2 separate regions of the Sus scrofa genome follow, and region 1 is linked to region 2. A link is a contact called in public HiChIP or PLAC-seq data. All regions are on one chromosome and are shown on one strand. The core of a region is the stretch at or near the end of the contact, and the rest is flanking DNA. Distances in the headings are between cores, read along the strand shown.

Region 1 (3,083 bases), core at 200-2,699, 170 kb before region 2:
CTTCTGCCTTTTCAATTCTTCACAAATTTATTTTTTCTTTGTCTGAACCATATGAAAGCTGTCTGCTTTGGTTACTTCTTTGAGCCTCATACTGTTATGGAATCCCACCGGTATGAAATTAAATTTTTCTCCTGTTTATGTTTCACATCAATTCCATTATTAGACCAGCTAAAGGACCTAGGAGAGGAAAAAAGGAAAAGGTTTTCTCCCCTACAACACAAACAGGCACATTAAAATTTTGCAATTGCATGTGGTTGAAAAGCCAACCCTGCTCTAGAAGATAAAATTCCAAAACGATAAACTGTGGTCGCATTTAGCGTTATCTCTGGCCAGAGAAACGCATTCCAGCCCTCTGGCCCACCAGCTCAGCCCAGGTGCCTAGAAGAGCCCTCAGCCCCTTTTTAAGCCCACTTTCTCAGTCTGGACCCTGAATGTTATTCATCACTATCCAAGATTCCTTCACTTTCTTGCATCCTCAATGTGATTCGCCTTTCTTAAAAGAAATTTAGAAATTAAAAAATAAAAAAAGCAAAAAGTCCCTCAACCTTCAAATTGCTGTTTTCTTCCTCCTCCCTTTCACCACCAAAGGACAGGAAAGGTCTCCCTGTGCCCTGGCCGCCTCCAGGTCCTCAACCCTCACCCACTCTCGAACACTTTGCAATCCAGCACACGCCCACCCCGTTGAGAAGTGCTCTCCCAAGGGTACCAACCCAAAGGCCTTTTCTCAGTCTCAGTCCTCATAGACTTCTTTTTTTTCCCCCCTCAAACCGAGAGTTGGCTCTTATCTAATGGAAGACCGAACAGCAACCGATACGACCGACATAGATGGACGCAGAGCCAGACTAAGGGCAGGTATCCAAGGTACTTTAAAATCCAGTCGACCTCCCCAGCTCTTCGGCCCCTGCAGGCCCCTCGTCGGTATCAGCAGATGGGTTTCCTAGTAGAAACCTTGGTGAAATAGGGCTCCAGGGAGGAAGCAGCTTCTTCACACTGATGCGCCCGGAGGGGAGAGAAGTGCTAGTGGCGACCCCAGAACCTTGAGGTGGGCTCTCGGGGCGGGGGGAACGACCCCTGAGGGCCTACCTGGCAGCATCTCACCTACCATCCCTCCGGCAGCAGAGGGAGCGCCGCGGTGGCCCCGGCACCTGAGCCCGTGCCTCCCTCAGGGCTCGGCCTCTGCAGGCCCCCTGCCCGGCCCCACCGCCCGGAGGAAGGCAGGAGGGCCGTCCCAGGCCCTGGGACCGATCCCGCTCGCCACCCGGTGATGCCCATAGAGCGCCAGCCGCCGCCCTCCCCACGGAATTGCTTGTCCCGGGCGCAGGCGGAGCGGAGGCCCAGCGTACTCACCCCTGACGCGGCCGCGAAGAGCACCACCCGGAGCCAGGGGAGGAGGCAAAAGCTGCAGCAGCCGGGACCGCCCCGCCTCCCGGGAGGCGGCTCCTGCGGGCTGGCTCCGCCTCCCCCGAAGTAGCTGAGGCCGGGCCCCGGGGCCGTCTGCGCGGTCCTATGCAAGCCGAGTCCGATCGACCCAGTAACCGTCCCCGGCCAACAGAAGAAGCACCAGGAGGGAAAACGCCAGCTTATCTTTTGAGTGATCGTAATAAAACCTTATGCCAATACTGCCCTAGGGTCTGCACGCTTCCCAAATCCCATTCTCGTAAATGCTCACAAAACTTTGAGAAGGAGAGATGAACCTTCCCATTTTACGGAGTAGGAAACTGAGGCTTTAGAAGTTAATAAATTTACCTTACATCACCCTGACGAAAGGTTTCAGCTTTCTCAACTGCACAATGTGCCAAATTAACTGACTTCCCCATTTCACAGAACTACTGAGAATATTGAGTTGTGAGAAAACCAAATTTCTTCAGATATTAATACAAAAAGCCAAGACAGAATCATATTTATACTGATGATTTGAGTGAAAAATCATGGAAAGTTCTGCTTAGGCTGGCAGGAGAGCAGACTAGATTCTCTAAGAAATAGGAGATTTTCCAAGAAGCACCCCACTGCAAATGGAACCAACCCTGGGGTCATTGAGCTCTAAGCAGGAGACCTGGGGTTTGCTGAGGGCACACGGAAGATCTCTGCTGGCACTGTGATCTGGCACCCAAACAGGAGAGCCAAACCTGCCCCTTCAGCATCCAGCCAAGACTGTGAAAGAGCACTACTGAGTTTCCCAGTCTCCTGAGGTCCGAGCAGTGGAAACATACTTTATAGGGTGCATCTTCCATTTAGTCCCACAGAATCCAAACAAATACAAATGCACAATCTTTAAAAAAAATCACCAAGCTCCAGGGGCCACACATAATGACAGTGGGCAGGGACTTCTTTTTGTGGCTCAGTGAAAACAAATCTGACTAGTAACCATGAGGATGCAGGTTGGGTCCCTGGCCTCCCTCACTGGGTTAAGGATCCAGCATTGCCAAAGCTGTGGTGTAGATCATAGGCCAGCTGCTACAGTCTGATTTGACCCCTAGCCTTTGAACTTCCTTATGCCAGCAGATGCAGCCCTAAAAAGACAAAAAAAAAAAAAAAAGAAAGAAAAGACAGTGGGCAGAATTAAGACCAAGAGATTTATACTCCCAAAGACATCAGACACTGGAATTGTCTGCTGCAGAATACAGGAGAGCTCTTTTTGAAAATTATTAAGGGGGAAAAAAAAAAAAAGATTTCCCTAGGGGTTATTTACCAGTTACAAAGAGGATATATTATCCATTGGAGAAATCTGGCAGATACCACCTTAACCAAGTACTCAAAGTTAATTTCACCAAACTGATATCACTGTTACTGCATTCCTGCCAAAATGCATAATTGGAATTTAACCATGAGGAAACAGACAAGCCCAAATTAAGGGATATTCTACAAAACAACTGGTCTGTACACTTCAAAAATGTCAATGTCAATGTCATGAAAGAAACAAGGAAAGATGAGGAATGTTTCAGATTAAAGGAGACTGAAGAGATTTGACATTTAAATTTCTGGAATGGGAAAAAAAAAATTGCCACAAAGTATATTCTTGAGACAATTGGGAATAGGTAGGTACAATGTGTTAGATTAAAAATAGCTTCAAAATATTTGACAGT
Region 2 (3,021 bases), core at 190-2,689:
ACTAATGTCTATTACCAACTTATTCTAATGAAAGAACTACTCAGATTCCAATGGCTCAGAGCCTAAGTTCTAACCTAAGCTCTGTTCAGCATTAGGGAAGTCACAATTTGTATCTTCTGTAATTTGACTTGTTTCACACGGAAGATATTACAACCAAGTAGAAGTTTACAAAAAACACCACACATATACATTTCCAATTCATATGCACTATTTTGCAGTAGGCCTTGTGAAATACAGAAGAATCAGCACTGTCCAAAATGTAAGGTTTTGTTACCAAGGGGATCTGGATTCTGAGATCAGCTGTCACATATTATCAGTCTTTGAGGTATTTAACCCCTGAGTTTCCTCATTAGGAAAAAAAAAGGCGTTCCTTGTCCTACAGAGGTTGCTATCAGGACTGACAAAGATGGGTGAAAATACTTCAGAAGGTCTTTTAAGTCTTTAAATGTAAAGCTGTTCAAGTGGTATCTCCATATGTTAGAATGAAAATACTGAAAAAAGTTCAAGAAGATGCCCACTCCAGAAAACTGATGTAAATCATCTAAAAATTACTGAAACTGTAGGATTAAAAGATCAGTAATACATAAAGACCCTAACTGAAAAGAAACTGTGCTTGCAACTATCTATAGCAAATATAGATACCAAAACTGTTTCCTAAACAATACAATTTAAAAACTGAAGAAGGACATCGTGGAAAATCCCTTGTTTTCAAAACGTTACAGTAGAATCCTATGTTTCTTCTTCCAAACAGCTTTCGGCTGCAGACTAACAAACGCCAGGTGCGACAAAGTTTTCAAACCGTTGGATGGAGGGGCTGCTGGTCTTTGCTCAATTAACGTGCAAAGGAAATAAAAGTGAGGGACAAAAAATTGGGACAGAAGAGAGGCAAGAGGATCAGGTGGGGGCGGGGGGCGGCAAGAGACCACAAACTTCAACAGACTGGCCCTTAACAGGGGGCCACAAAGCGGTCCCCGCTGCGCAACCCGGAGGGCCGAAGCAGGCCCAGGACAATCGGACAGCGCGGCAGCTCGGTAATACTCACGCATGGAGAAGGCCCGGCCAGTGGGGCGGGATCCCTGGGAAGAGGCGGCTGCTTTGCAGGCTAGACCCCAAGCAAGAGAACACCCTGCCCACGTTGAGGAACTCCAAACCAGCTGCTTGTTTGCAGACCGTCCGCTCCAGGAGAGTCGAAGAAGGGTGTCCAGGCTTCGGGCTGCCAGACCCAGACTCCGAGTCAATGCCAGAGTCAGAGCCAGAGCTAAAGCTAGAAGTAGAGCCCGGCCCCGTCAGCAACCATCCTCAGCCTCCATTACCGCGGAGCTGAGCAGACGTGGCAGCGCACAGCGATGACGTCAGCTTCGCGACGGACAGCCGCCCCAGCAGCGAGTTGGCCCCCGGAACTGCACCGGAGCCAGGGGAGCGAGCTCTCCACCTCCCCGGGCGTGCACCTGCGCAGTGAGACTCGCCTTTTCTGCTGGGCTCGCGGCCCCGCCTTGCTCGCCTGTGCTGGCCCACGTATTTCCTTCCCAGACCTGTCACCAAGCCCTCGGAAGCTAGGGGTCCTTCCTGTTATCTCAGTCTCCGAGTAACAACCGTGTTCAAGTTTATTGCCCCCGTTTTACTGGGGGATGTTGGGAGACTTAACTGCTAAAGTAAAGGAGCCGAAGACGCCAAGTCGTGCTTCAGCAACCAACCGTGCGCGTATTTTATGTTAAAAAAAGGGCTAGATGCTGGAGTTACAAAAGTGAAGATCACAAAGAGTTCACAGTCTAGTGGAAAAAACAAGACACCAGGAAAACACAGTAGTTAAAATTTATCATAATAAATGCAACTTTAAAAGTACACCCAAGGTTCAGAGATGGCATGCAAGACAGGGTAATAATCTCTGGAATATAGTGCTCCCAATACCAAGAAAATCTTCACAGAGCTTGGGGTTTAAAGCCAAGACTGCAAGAATGAATAGGCAGTTTATGGGAGAATAATTTAGTAAAGGAAGTGGCAGATTAAAAAGGTAAGAAAGTGAGGGACATCATGCGGAATTCAGAAACTGTCAGTAATCTGATGTTAGAAGAAGAGTAAGAGTGTCAAGAGGAGCACTTGAATCTTGCTCTGCAGATTTTAAGCACATAGGGAAAGCCCTTTATGTCCAGTATATGATTAGTTAACCTTCACTGAGAGATTTGTTTGGTGCCAGACACTAGACTGGTAGCTTTACATATTTCATTTAAATCTCTTAACGTTTTGGTATTATTTTATAGAGAAAACTAAAAGTAAGAAAAAATAATTTGCTGATACCCAGTTAATATAACCCAGCTAATCAATGACAGAACCAAATTTTAGAGCCAGAATAACCAATATCAAAACTAAAGCTAGTGATATTTCTAAATATTCTTTTTCCCCCGTGTATTTTTTTTTTTTTTTTTTTTTTTTAAGGCCACATCCCTGACATATGGAGGTTCCCAGGCTAGGGGCCCAATCAGAGCTAGAGCTGCAGGTCTACGCCACAGCCATAGCAACTAGAAATCGGAGCCTTCTCTGCAACCTACACCACAGCTCATGGCAACTCCAGACCTCTTGGTTCCTAGTTGGATTCCTTTCTGCTGTGCCACGACTACAGGAACTATGCCCCAAGCATTCTTATACTTTAATTCATGCAACATAGATCACCATATATTTTCATTGTATTCACCTGTAGGCTTATGGTACATTTCTTTTCATATTTGCTCTGTTAATTCCTTGCTAGCTTGCTACATTGAAACTCTGTTGATTTTCTCTTGGTTCACCAGCATTCATCTTTCATTGAGCAATTATTTATTTAGTGCCTACTGTGTACCAGGCATTGTATTAATGAGTAAGACAGCAGATATGTCCCTGTCCTCCTGGGGTTTATATTCTAATGAAAGAAACATGTATTTAATATCAATGAAATAATTACAGGTTGTAAGTATTATGAAGGAGATAAAGGGATAAGGTGAAAAATAAAGGTGCTATTTTGAAGGGAATCTGTCTGAGGAAATGACA

Evidence for each region. HiChIP or PLAC-seq counts read pairs in DNA pulled down with a chosen protein or histone mark.
Region 1: a contact with region 2 is called in an H3K27ac HiChIP or PLAC-seq map of alveolar macrophages. The contact joins the promoter of B4GALT4 here to the promoter of TMEM39A in region 2. A contact is called at or near these places in 2 of 47 Hi-C or Micro-C datasets (embryonic fibroblasts and heart right ventricle) and 2 of 2 datasets of contacts at active chromatin or transcription factors (alveolar macrophages and skeletal muscle).

Annotation. Positions count from the first base shown.
Region 1 is chr13:140,967,927-140,971,009 of Sscrofa11.1, reverse strand. B4GALT4 (a long non-coding RNA gene) reads right to left here and starts at 1,449. Exons shown (of 7, transcript XR_001300547.2): 1 at 1,348-1,449.
Region 2 is chr13:140,795,516-140,798,536 of Sscrofa11.1, reverse strand. It overlaps TMEM39A (transmembrane protein 39A), which reads right to left and starts at 1,439. Exons shown (of 9, transcript XM_003132656.6): 1 at 1,043-1,439.